Linked DNA regions of Pelodiscus sinensis: region 1 is linked to region 2. The links are chromatin contacts, called in public Hi-C maps. All regions are on one chromosome and are shown on one strand. The core of a region is the stretch at or near the end of the contact, and the rest is flanking DNA. Distances in the headings are between cores, read along the strand shown. Region 1 holds the start of MIS12 (MIS12 kinetochore complex component). Region 2 holds the start of CAMKK1 (calcium/calmodulin dependent protein kinase kinase 1).

Region 1 (5,614 bases), core at 1,800-4,299, 240 kb before region 2:
AAGAGGACAACCCCAGCCATCTCTCACCATAGCAGCTTGGAGCCAGGGGAGAAATGCCTGTTTCTGTCTGCTGCAGCGGGCACAGCTGTGAGAGGAGTGCATGTCCCTCAGCTGGAGGACAGAGACACTGACAAACAGACATACAAATTCTCCATCCCTGTTCCATGATGACCCAAAGGGGTTATAGCTGTCCTGGTGCCCATCTCTGGGCCCTTGCTGCCCCCATGATCATTCTACAGTCTAACTGTCTCCCTCTTATCAGACACTTCTCTTTCCATTTTATGGAAAGCTGTTGAACTCCAGGCACATCCCATTGTCCTGGCACAACTAAGCCCTTACCTTGCTTTAAGTTATGATGAGAGGAAGCTGAATATCAAATTTGATGGTACTAGCTCTTACTATTTAGGAGGAGTTCTTTAACAAAAGATCTCACAGATGGAGACACAGACTCACATTTCTTTTAACTGCTTGGCTACATCTAGACTGGCCCCTTCTTCGGAAGAGGCATGCTAATTTCTAACTTTGGAATAGGGAAATCCGTGGGGGATTTAAATATCCCCCACGGGATTTAAATAAACATGGCTGCCGCTTTTTTTCCGGCTTGGGGAAAAGCCAGAAAAGAGCATCCAGACTGGCACGATCCTCCGGAATAAAGCCCTACTTTGCAAGTAGGAATAAGAGATCCTCCGGAAAAGGGCTTTATTCTGGAGGATCACGCCAGTCTGGACGCTCTTTTCCGGCTTTTCCCCAAGCCGGAAAAAAGCGGCGGCCATGTTTATTTAAATCCCCCACGGATTTCCCTATTCCAAAGTTAGAAATTAGCATGCCTCTTCCAAAGAAGGGGCCAGTCTAGATGTAGCCCTTTAGTATGAGCACTGTGGCTAATACAACAATACTACCTACAGTACTGCATCTAAAATTATGCCCTCAAAATAAAACAGCAGAACTCCATTACCCAAAACATGCACACTGCAAAATGGATGGAAATTACCTTGCAACTCAGACTGAAAACATTTAAAAAGAAAGATACCTCCACAAATGTGTATGCAAGCAAACAGAGTTTTTTAGCTATTGTTTGAACAATGTGAACATTCAGAAATATACTTACTTGAAAGTGTTTAAATATTAATTCAGGATTAAAATACAGTTGAAAAGGTGTGATTAGTTCTAATTGCTGAAATAAAAGAAAATATGTAACAGGATCAAACCATTAAAGTTCACTTCATTCACTTGTAGATACACAACTTGTCAGTAGTAAATGAATATCTAATGTTATCCCTATTTTAAAAATTATATGCAAAACCTAAATTCAGCAAATATATAAAACCTTGTGTTCCTTGTATAGTCACATTTGCCCTTCTCTGCCTAGAACATCTTAGTCCTGTTTAGATTTCAGACTCTTTGGTTTAGTGGCTATGATCCATTTTATGTTTGCAAAGCTAGAGACAGTGAGGTTTTGATTCAGAGATCTGTAGAAGTTCCATTTCACATGCAGGGCTCTGTAGAGCCATGAAACAGAATAATCTTGATTGAGCCTGTGGGCACTACTAGGACTGTATTATCCTTGATTATATAAGAACAGAACAGGTAATCAAATGATCCATTCCCCAGAGCATTTGTAGGGCTGCAGCAGTCCCTCCCCAGCTAGTTAACCATAATCAGTAAGCATCTCATAGTGATGCTTACAGATTATCCATTCACATCCCTACTCCATTCCCCTACAGTGCCTTCCCAAACCCCTCACTTTGGCCCCATGCTGGAGTCTTGAGGGCCCCCAGAAAGTTTACTAGCCCCAGGTCTCCAGAAGAGTTAATCCAGCCCTAGAACCCCAAACTGAATGAGTGAGGTATGTCTGGATTTTCTCTCCTGCTTCTCAACTGTGGACCAGCTCAATTACTTCCTCCCTCCTCTTTTGTTTCTCCTGTGTGTATCCCCCAAATAATGTTTTCCTTTGGGTCAGTGACCCCAAACCCACCACAACAATCTAGATATCTGCCCAGTTTTTACAACAGACGTACATTAAAAGCACTACAGAAATCAGGGCAGAGTAAGTTTTCAGACCCACAGCATAAGAATTTTTTTCTTCAGTATTTATTGTGCTGTGGTTTTAATCTCTGTTTTTCTAAACAAGCCATTTTTTACACAGGGTGGAACTTGCACGGCGGGGGGAGGGGGGACGGCACAGGACACATCTGAGGGTGTAGAATAATCTATAAAGGCTGAGAAATGTTCTAGAGCAGGAGTTCCCAACCTGGGGTACACCTATCCCCAGGGGGTACGAGAAGCTTGTCAAGGGGGGTAGAGGGAATATTTGGTTAATAACAATGATCTTAATTTAAATACTCCAAAAGCTGCAGTGTTAGTGAAAAAAGCTGTTGATTCTACCGTCTAGAATTTTCGCCCTTTCATATTGAACAGGGGGACGGGACGTTTTACTAAAAGCCCAGAGAATATGGGGACGGGAAAGGTTGGGAACCCCCGGCCTAGCGAATAAAGGCGCGACAACCCCCGGGCCCAATCAAGTCTCCCCACCCCTCGAAGTACGCGGGGCCGGCCAAGCAGGACTCCCTCCTCGCCACGGGCCGACCCCGCCGCCGGGATTCAGAGCCAGCGGGAAGGCGGGGCGCAGGCGAGCCCGGCCACGCCTCAGAACGGGGAGGGCGGAGCAGGGCTTAGCCCTCGTCCCTCCCTCCCGGGCGGGCGGGCCTGGGGCCGAGGCTGCCGGCCCGCCCCGCTATCCCCGCGCCCCGAGCTCACCACAGCGGCGGTGGTGAGGACGCAGGCGGTGGTGTACGCTCGGGTAACGGGCGGCACCTGCAGGTACTCCTGCCGGAAGGTCTGGTACGCCATCTTACGGCTCCGCTTCCGCTTCCGCTTCCGCCTGCGCGGCGCCTCATCCCCCCCCCCCACGCACGCCACGCAGCCAATCCGCGCTGCCTCCCGGACGCCGAAGCCGGCCAATCCCGGGCGCGCTTCCTTTTACCTCACCGCGGTGGGACGGGAGGAGAAACGCTTCTTCCCGGGCGCTCGCGCTCAGAGGGGTTTTGTGATTGGGCGGCGGGGGGAGGGTCTCGCCCCCGCTGCGCTCCGCGGATTGGCTGGGGGAGGCGGGCGCTGAGCGGTGACGCGAAGGGCTTCGAATGAGGCGGGAAGCGGCTGCTGGCATCGCGGCGCCTGGGCGGGCTCCGGCGCCTCCGTCCGCCCGGTGAGAGGCCGCGGGGCGGCTCCCCTGCGCCGGGGCGGGACCCGGACCCACCCCCACCGCGCCCAGGGGCCTACGGGCCCGAACAGCCCCCCCCGCGGGCTTGGGGGCGGCCGGGCCGTAGGAGCGGAGCGGGGGCGGCCGGGCCGTGGGGGGGCGGCTGGTTCATCGGGCAGTCGCTATAATTTGTATGGACCAGGCGGAGAGGGGCGGGGCTCGGGCCCGGCCCCCCCCCTTCCCAGGGGTTCGGAGGCTCCTGCGCCACTGACAGGGCAGAGCCGCTGCGGGGGTAGCGCCCGGGCCGGGACTCGGCCGCCCCAGCTCGCGGCGGGGCCGCGTTTTCCCCGGGCCCCCCGCCTCTTGCCGCGCGCGGGGAGCGGAGCTGCGGCCCCAGGCCGGGCTCGAGTTGGGACGCAGCCGTCCCGGCCCTCTGCCGCCCTCCCCCATCTCCTCCTTGGGGGGACGGTGCTTCTGAGAGAGCTCGGGCCGGGCCGGGCGGGAGTAGTCGATGCGACGAGTTGCTCACATCCCTAATCTAGGGCATGCCCCGTGCCTCAGTTTACCCAGCCTGGCTAAGGATGTTAAATGGTGGGTATCTGGCTAATCGTGTAGTTCATACAACTTGTAGGGACTGCACCGTTAGTCAATCGGGGATAGTTCCCAGAGCCACCCATGCTTCCGATCTGCATTTTAAATGTAATAAAAGCCTGGCCGCCACGTACAGGGGTTGCTTGCTGCTGGCAGCCTCCCCTGTCCCCCATCCCTGCTGCCTCTGATACAGGTAAGGGGGGGGAAGGGGCAGGTGCACTATGGAGACAGTGCTGGGTGGGATAGTGATAGAAATGTAGCCGTGTTAGTCTGGGGTAGCTGAAGCAAAATGCAGGACTATGTAGCACTTTAAAGACTAACAAGATGGTTTATTAGATGATGAGCTTTCGTGGGCCAGACCCACTTCCTCAGATCTGAGGAAGTGGGTCTGGCCCACGAAAGCTCATCATCTAATAAACCATCTTGTTAGTCTTTAAAGTGCTACGTTGTCCTGCATTTTGCTGGGTGGGGGGGAACTGGCTTTTCATTTGGCTCCCCCCAGCACTGGTTCCTATGGTTCTTATACAGAGGCAGCAAGGGTGGGGGAAAATGAGTAGTTGATTCTCTGCTTGACTACTTGCTAACATCCCTAATCCTGACCTGCTTTGTAAGCACTGCGAGAAGCCCTAAGGAGAAGCTTTGTCCGAGACTCCCCCACTCCTGCTATTATCCACTCTCAGCCTGTGGTGAATTCCCCCAGAAACCTAGTACTGTAGCTCATTTAACCAACATGATCTCTCGTCTCCTGTAAGTCTGACCAGTGACCTTGTTTCTGGTTTGAGGTGGTTTGTAGCCAGCAGGGGCTGTGACTGTTAGTGGGAAATAGGCTGATAAACTGCTCAAAGGGGGAGCTCACTCATGACAGACTTGGTCCTACCATGTTAACAAATGCCTGAAGAGACTTCTGTTGGGACACTTGCAGCTCAGAGTCTTCACCCCCAGTCTGTCTCCTAGGCAGAGGGGCCTCAATTACCCAGTCTGTTGGCACATAAAATGGTGAGCCCCATCCCTGCTGCCCTGGCTAATCTCCTGGTAGTGCAGCTGTCCTGCAGTGGTTACTGCAGCATAGTTCTCCCTTTCACTTGCTGTCCCCCATGGCCACTATGAATATTGCATCCTTCTCACCACCCCATCCCTTTCTGTGTCCTGGAAAACAGTCCCATTCCCCACCCTTCCCATTTTCCTAGCACTACCAAACCCTGACCATGTTTTAAGTTAGGAGAAGAGGAAGCTGTGCGCCAAATTTGGTTCTCCTAGTTCTTATCGTTTAGGAGGAGTTCTTGAACAAACAGACCCACAGACAAACAGATGCACATTTCTAAAAATATATAGATAAACTTATTGATAGCAAGATGTAATATGTTTGGAGAGTGCTGCAGGTGTTAACACAATTCATCACTTGTGCATTCATAAACTATAAAAGAAGCTTCCTTTTACATTATACAGAATCCTTCCTCAAGCCTAATGACATGGTTAGCACTGGTGGTAGATAAAGATGTAGTTTTCTCTGAGTCAGAGTGACAAATTAACTCTCCTAAATTCAGATTTGAACTCTGCTCTTTGTAAATGAGGTTAATGCAGTATAGTGCTAATACAAGGAGGAGTCCTTTGACACCTAAAGGCTAAGATTTGGGCATAAGCTTTTGTGGGCAAAGACAAAGTGGGTCTTTGCCCATAAAAGCTGATGCTCAAATAAATCTGTTTGTCTCTGCAAAAACAATGAAGAGTCCTGTACATCTTAAAGACTGGCTAAGACAGCTACCCCTTGATACTATACTAATAAAATTCACCCTTTCCAAAATACAGATTTAAACTTATGTTCCT
Region 2 (5,637 bases), core at 1,186-3,685:
TTTCCGAGGAATTTAGTAACCACTTAGACACCTATAGGACAGCCAGATTTTCAAAACTGCACAGCACCCTACATACTGTGTTGAGTGCCTATAAAAATCTGCACACTTATTCTGGTAATTAAATAGAAGCTGAGCTCTTTTGAAAATCCTTTTATGGTTTAATCTCAGATTTAAAAAAAGAAAAATGGGGTGAAGATTTAAAAAAAAAAAAACCCTACCTTCAATACTCCAGATTTGTATATGCTTTATAAATAAATATTATTACGAATTATTTTGCTTCTCTGCTACTAAAAAAGCTGGATTAAAATACTTTGAAAGAACAGATCAAACACTGCTTACCTTGATCACAAGAATTCAGTTTTTATTTGAGTGAGAATAGTTCTATTGAAGTCAGTAGGACCACTCAGGTGAATAAGATGAGTGCGATTTGACTTTTCCAAAAAGGAAAAAGCAAAACAAACCAGACTGAGGACTTCTATACATTTCAACCGCCAGTATAGTAGAGGAAATTCTGCAACAGCCTATCTATTCATAGCATTGCAACAGCCACACCCAGGGTTTACTCAAAACGATAAGCAAGCGTAGCCATGAATTACTGGATCTGACCTTGACACCTCTTGCACTATATCCACTAATAGATGTACTTAGACTTGCCTTTTACCCAGTTCTCCAGAACTACAGCAACTACCTGCTGATGGATAGCGTGATTGCTGTAACTGGCTTCCCCCACTGCAGAACTCAAAAAACAAGCTCTTCAAGTCTACAGCCAGTTTTTCGGCTATACAGCCAACAAGCAGGCTTTTTTTAAAATTCAGGTTTAGCAGGGTAATTTTATTTCATTATGAAGTCAAATTCAGATGCACAGAAGACAAAAACTGCAGCACTATTATTATAAAGTGACTTTCAAAAACATTTCTAGGGCACTGGAAATGTATACCCACAGCGACAAATTCTGCTCTAAGTTACACTAGTTCAAATCAGGAGTAACCTCACTGAAGTCAATGGAAGTAGGGGAGATTTTCACGTATATATACACAGCAGAATTTAGCACATCAGTAAATACCTAGGACCAAGTTCCATTTACACCAATCTATAGCATTGCTCTTGATCTACATTGGTGTTACACAGCAAAATTTGGCTCACGTGCCCTGCCCTCCAAATTTTAAGGAGAGGCATTTAGAGCAAATATTTAATTTTAAAACCCCATTGGCTCTGAATTAATCATACAAAGCCATGTTATAATCAGTGCATGGTAATTAGTCTCAACTTTAAAATAATAAAAAAAATCCAACCACCAGCCAATGTTTGCAGCATAAAAATGGAGATACACACAACCCTGAATACATACCATGCAGATTTTTTAAAAATAAATATGCTTATACAACAGGAATATCATCTGGCTGCTCTATAGATCCATTACAAATATCCTTCTAGGCAGAAATACACTGTAAAGCAGATTCCCCCCCAAAAAGAATCACAGGAGCTAGAGATGGAAGACACCAGCAGAGGTTGTTTTATGCCGGTTTTCCTCCCCCCCCCCCAGATTAGAGACATTTCTGCAAAAAGACAGCGAGTGGGATAGGAAGAGCAAGGCAGCCTCATTGTTGTGAAGGGCTGTCTGAAGGCTGTGCCGGGTGGCTTGGCCAGATGGAAACAAACCCCAACCCTGGGGCATGCAATGCACATTGCACCGGTATAAAGATGCGGGACACAAGCACCGGGGCGAATCCCGGGAAGGATGCAGAGTGGACCCCCCCCCCGCTTTATTCGCTAACGAGGCAGTGACTGAAAGTCGCTTCCAGACCCCCCGCTTTTGTTCCATCCGCGCTGCGCGTTCCTCGGCTCGGAGCGAGGCGGCACCAGCCCAGCGCTGCAGCCACCAGCCAACTCGCTGGCAGCCGCTCCGCGCTGGGGCACGGACCCCTCAGCCCTGGGGAGGGCGCAGGTCCCGCAGGGATGCCCGCAGGAGCAGTGCGCGGACCAGGAGAAAGTCCCTGCCGCCAGCCCCGCCGGAGCGTGGGGCTCCCAGCAGGCTGCAGCGATGGGACATCGGACCCGGCTCCAGGCAGCGGGAAGGGGGTCAGGCATCCTCCGCCGGGCAGCCAAGTTTCCCCAGCCCAGCTGCTGGGCTGCACTTTGCTCCCCTCCCTCCGCGCTGCTGGGCTGCATCTGCCTTCCCAGCAAAGTCCTCCCCCAGGAGCAGGTCTCAGCCCAGCCCTCCGCGCGTCCCCCCTAAGCGCACGCGGCTGTCGCCCCCGGCCACCCGCCCTGCAGCAGCCACTCACCTGGGCAGGTCGGGAGCTGCAGCGGCTCGGGGCGACTCGCAACGTGCCTCTGTTTGCAGAGACTCTACAGAGTAGCCAGCCAGCCTCCTATCAGCCAGCCTGTACTATAGGCGGCCGCCGCGGCTCCCTTCCCATTGGCAAGTTCTGATGTCCAGTGCGATTGGTGGATGGTCGAAGCTTATTCTGGTCTCTGATTGGAAGTACAGAGGACTATGCAAATGAAGGCGTGAAGTCGGGATCCCGTTGGCTCTGTGCTTCTGAGCGTTCCATAAGGCTTTGCTCTCCGAACCTGTTGTAAATTGCAGGGTGATTGGAGCTTCGGGATCAAAGGCTCCCGCATGGAAATTGCAATCTGTGTCTTGGAAGGGGCTGATCTGTGTAGCCAGGGGGAAGGTGTTTTTAACGTGCATTTAAAAAGGAAACACCATAAGGGTAAATACTCCGAGTATGTCCGCAAGAATTCCCATTGCTTTATTAAGCAGTGGAGGCAATTTACTTTTTAAAGCCGCTAGAAATTAAATCTTATCTTTTGTTTTCTCGTGGTAGGTTACTGCAGCTCTGTGTATCTGATGGAGTGGGAGCTCAGGGATTTTTCACTCCACACTTCAGGTGCTTCTAACTCTTGCTATTTGGTAGCAAGTCTTGCAATATTTGTCAATGCCTTAGCTTCGGGAGGAGTGTGATTATTGGAGACGCCTAGCTTTGATTTGTAAGTGTGGGTGGGGGAGTCTTGTAGCATTCACTATTGCAGAAAAAACTTTCATGTAATCCAAATGCACCTTGAAGGCTCAGAAAAGAGAGGATAAATAATCCTGAGTTCTTTTGATTTGCCTTAAAAATCGTGGGATTTTAAAATCACATTATCAGGGAAGCAGCTGAATCATTATTTTTGCAAACTTAGGCTACGTCTACACTGGCGTGATCTTGTGCAAAAACTCTTTAGCGCAAGAGTTCTTGCGTTAAAGTAGTTGTGCAAGAGAACATTTACACTGACATGTGCTTTTGCGCAAGAGCATCCATGCCAGTATAGACACTCCCTTGCGCAAGAAAGCTCTGATGGCCATTTTAACCATAGGGCTTTCTTGCGCAATAAATTCATGTTGCCTGTCTACACTGGCCTCTTGCACAAGAACAGTTGCGCAAAAGGGCTTATTCCTGAGCGGGAGCATCATAGTTCTTGCTCAAGAAGCCCTGATTTCATACAGTAGAACGTTAGTTTACTTGCGCAAGAACACACGGCCAGTGTAGACAGGCAGCAAGTTTTTGCGCAAGAGTGGCTGCTTTGGCACAAGATCGCACCAGTGTAGACACAGCCATAAGGTTGGCAGTATGGCACTTCCCTAAGGGTAATCCTCCCATTGTCAGATTAGGGTAGAGATAGACAGGGAAATGATTTTGCTACCATAAATTCAGTCTTCTGACTTCAAGTAGAAGCTGAAGCCAGAAAGAAGCAGATGTTTGTATAAACCAAAATTAGTAGTAGTAGTAGTAATAATAATTAACATGAATAGCAGATGTAACTCCAGTAATTGCGGTAGCCCTTAAACACCAGAACCAGGCGAGGTCCCAGCGTGCTAACAGTTGTATAATAAAAAGAATGTGGAGATTTAGTTGATTATCTACTCTGTCCTCCTGCCAGTGCAAAATCTTTCCCTACTGTACTAGGGATGTTAAGAAACAGGTATTTCACTAATCGTGTAGCTGATAGAATTTTTATCGGCTACACAATTAGTCAATAAGGGAAAGCATTCAGTTCTGGGCTTGCGTCCGGTCCAGGAGCTGCCCCTGCTGTGGCTCTGCGGTTTAAGTGTAATAAGACCTGGGCAAGCAGGCAGCCTTGCTATATGTGGGCTGCAGAGCCATAGCGGGGGAGGGTCCCTGATCTGACATGAGCCAGGACTGAGGTGGGCTTGCTCAGTCGTGGCTTACACCAGGTCCAGGAGCCCCTGTCTGTGGGGAGTCCCAGCGGGGAGCTGCGATCCCCACGGTCAGGGGCTTCTGCTGGAGCAGCTTCTGCCCACGGCGAGCCTGGGCCTGCAACAGGCAGGGGCTGCTTCATGGCAGCCTCTTCTACTCCCCTGCCCCCTCCCTGCTGCCTCTGATAGAGGCAGCGCCGCGGAGACAGTGCTGGGGAGAACCAGCTTTTCAGCCAGCTCCCCCCAGCAACGCTCCTTCTCCCTCCTCCCCCACTTTGCTGCCTCTAATACAGAGGCAGCAACCGGGGGGGGGGGGGGGGGGGAAGGAATGTGAGTAGTTGACTTGAGTAACTTGCTTACATCCCTATGTACTAAAGGAGTCAAAATATAAAATGGGGTGCACTCTGTGGTTTTTGGAGCTGCAGCACTCCAGAACACTGTTCTCTTCTAGCTATCTAAACTGAAGAGGGTGAGGTTTTTAAGATTTCAGCAGTTTTTACCTGTAATCAGCAAAGGAGTTGTAATAGCAGTAACTTAAATACAGCTGCGACCATGCCAAACATCCCGATATGTGTCCAGTGAATGCAAGGCCCAGGTCTCTCAGATATTGAGTTTGCAGCTGTGTTGTATGTTAGTACAGGGGACCTCACAAATTAGAGTGAGATCAAAATATTCAATAAAGAAAATGCTTTGCTTTGCTTTGTCTCCACTAATGAAAATTTTAGAAATCAGAAATACAGAACAGAAATATATCTGGGAGAAAAGAACAAATGATGTAGTAGGATCATAAGCTAAAACTCCCTTAATTCTGCTAGTACCAGGGTGGGAAACGGTTTTTCACTGCATAGGAGCGTAGAGGCTTGTGGTTTCTCCCTGCAGTGGGGTGAGCCGGCACTCATGGATCCAGACCCACGTGGGGGCTCTGAAGGTTGGGGCTTCCCCAAGGCTCCAGGGTAAGGTCAGGAATAAGGGATTCAAGGTGTAGAAGTCAGGATAGAGGTTTGGGGAGAGGGTGAGGGCTTAATCTGGGGCAGGCTCTGGGTGGGAACTGGAGATGAGTGTTTGTAGTGTAGGAGGGGCCTCAGGGCTGGGTGTTGGAGAGTGGGAGGATTGGGGTGCAGGCTTCAGGAGGGAGAGGGACAGGAGAGGGCTTGGGCTGAGGCTAGGGTGCAGGAGGGGATTCGGGGTGTGGGTTCTGGCCTCTGGCCAGACAGTGCTCACTTCAAGCAGCTTCTAGTCAGCTGTGCAGCAGAGCTAAGGCAGGCTCCCTGCCTGCCCTGCTCCCAGAAGCAGCTGGCAAGTCCAGCCCCTAGGCAGAGGCACCAGGCAGCTCTGTGCAATGCATATTGCCCATGTCCACAGGTACCACATCCGCAGCGCCCATTGGTCATAGTTCCCAGCCAATGGGAGCTGAGGAGCAGCGGCAGTGCGTGGAG

Evidence for each region. Hi-C and Micro-C count contacts between places; a contact is called where the count stands out from the background.
Region 1: a contact with region 2 is called in a Hi-C map of liver, with 4 times the contacts expected there. The contact joins the promoter of MIS12 here to the promoter of CAMKK1 in region 2. A contact is called at or near these places in 3 of 5 Hi-C or Micro-C datasets (liver and an unstated tissue).

The regions. Positions count from the first base shown.
Region 1 is chr21:25,886,676-25,892,289 of ASM4963464v1, reverse strand. MIS12 (MIS12 kinetochore complex component) reads left to right here and starts at 3,049. Exons shown (of 2, transcript XM_075904398.1): 1 at 3,049-3,205. DERL2 (derlin 2) reads right to left here and starts at 2,921. Exons shown (of 6, transcript XM_075904394.1): 1 at 2,758-2,921; 2 at 1,109-1,174. The coding sequence starts at 2,850.
Region 2 is chr21:25,646,464-25,652,100 of ASM4963464v1, reverse strand. It overlaps CAMKK1 (calcium/calmodulin dependent protein kinase kinase 1), which reads right to left and starts at 2,435. Exons shown (of 17, transcript XM_075904382.1): 1 at 2,286-2,435. LOC142819206 (a long non-coding RNA gene) reads left to right here and starts at 2,596. Exons shown (of 3, transcript XR_012897012.1): 1 at 2,596-2,717; 2 at 2,832-2,894; 3 at 5,081-5,161.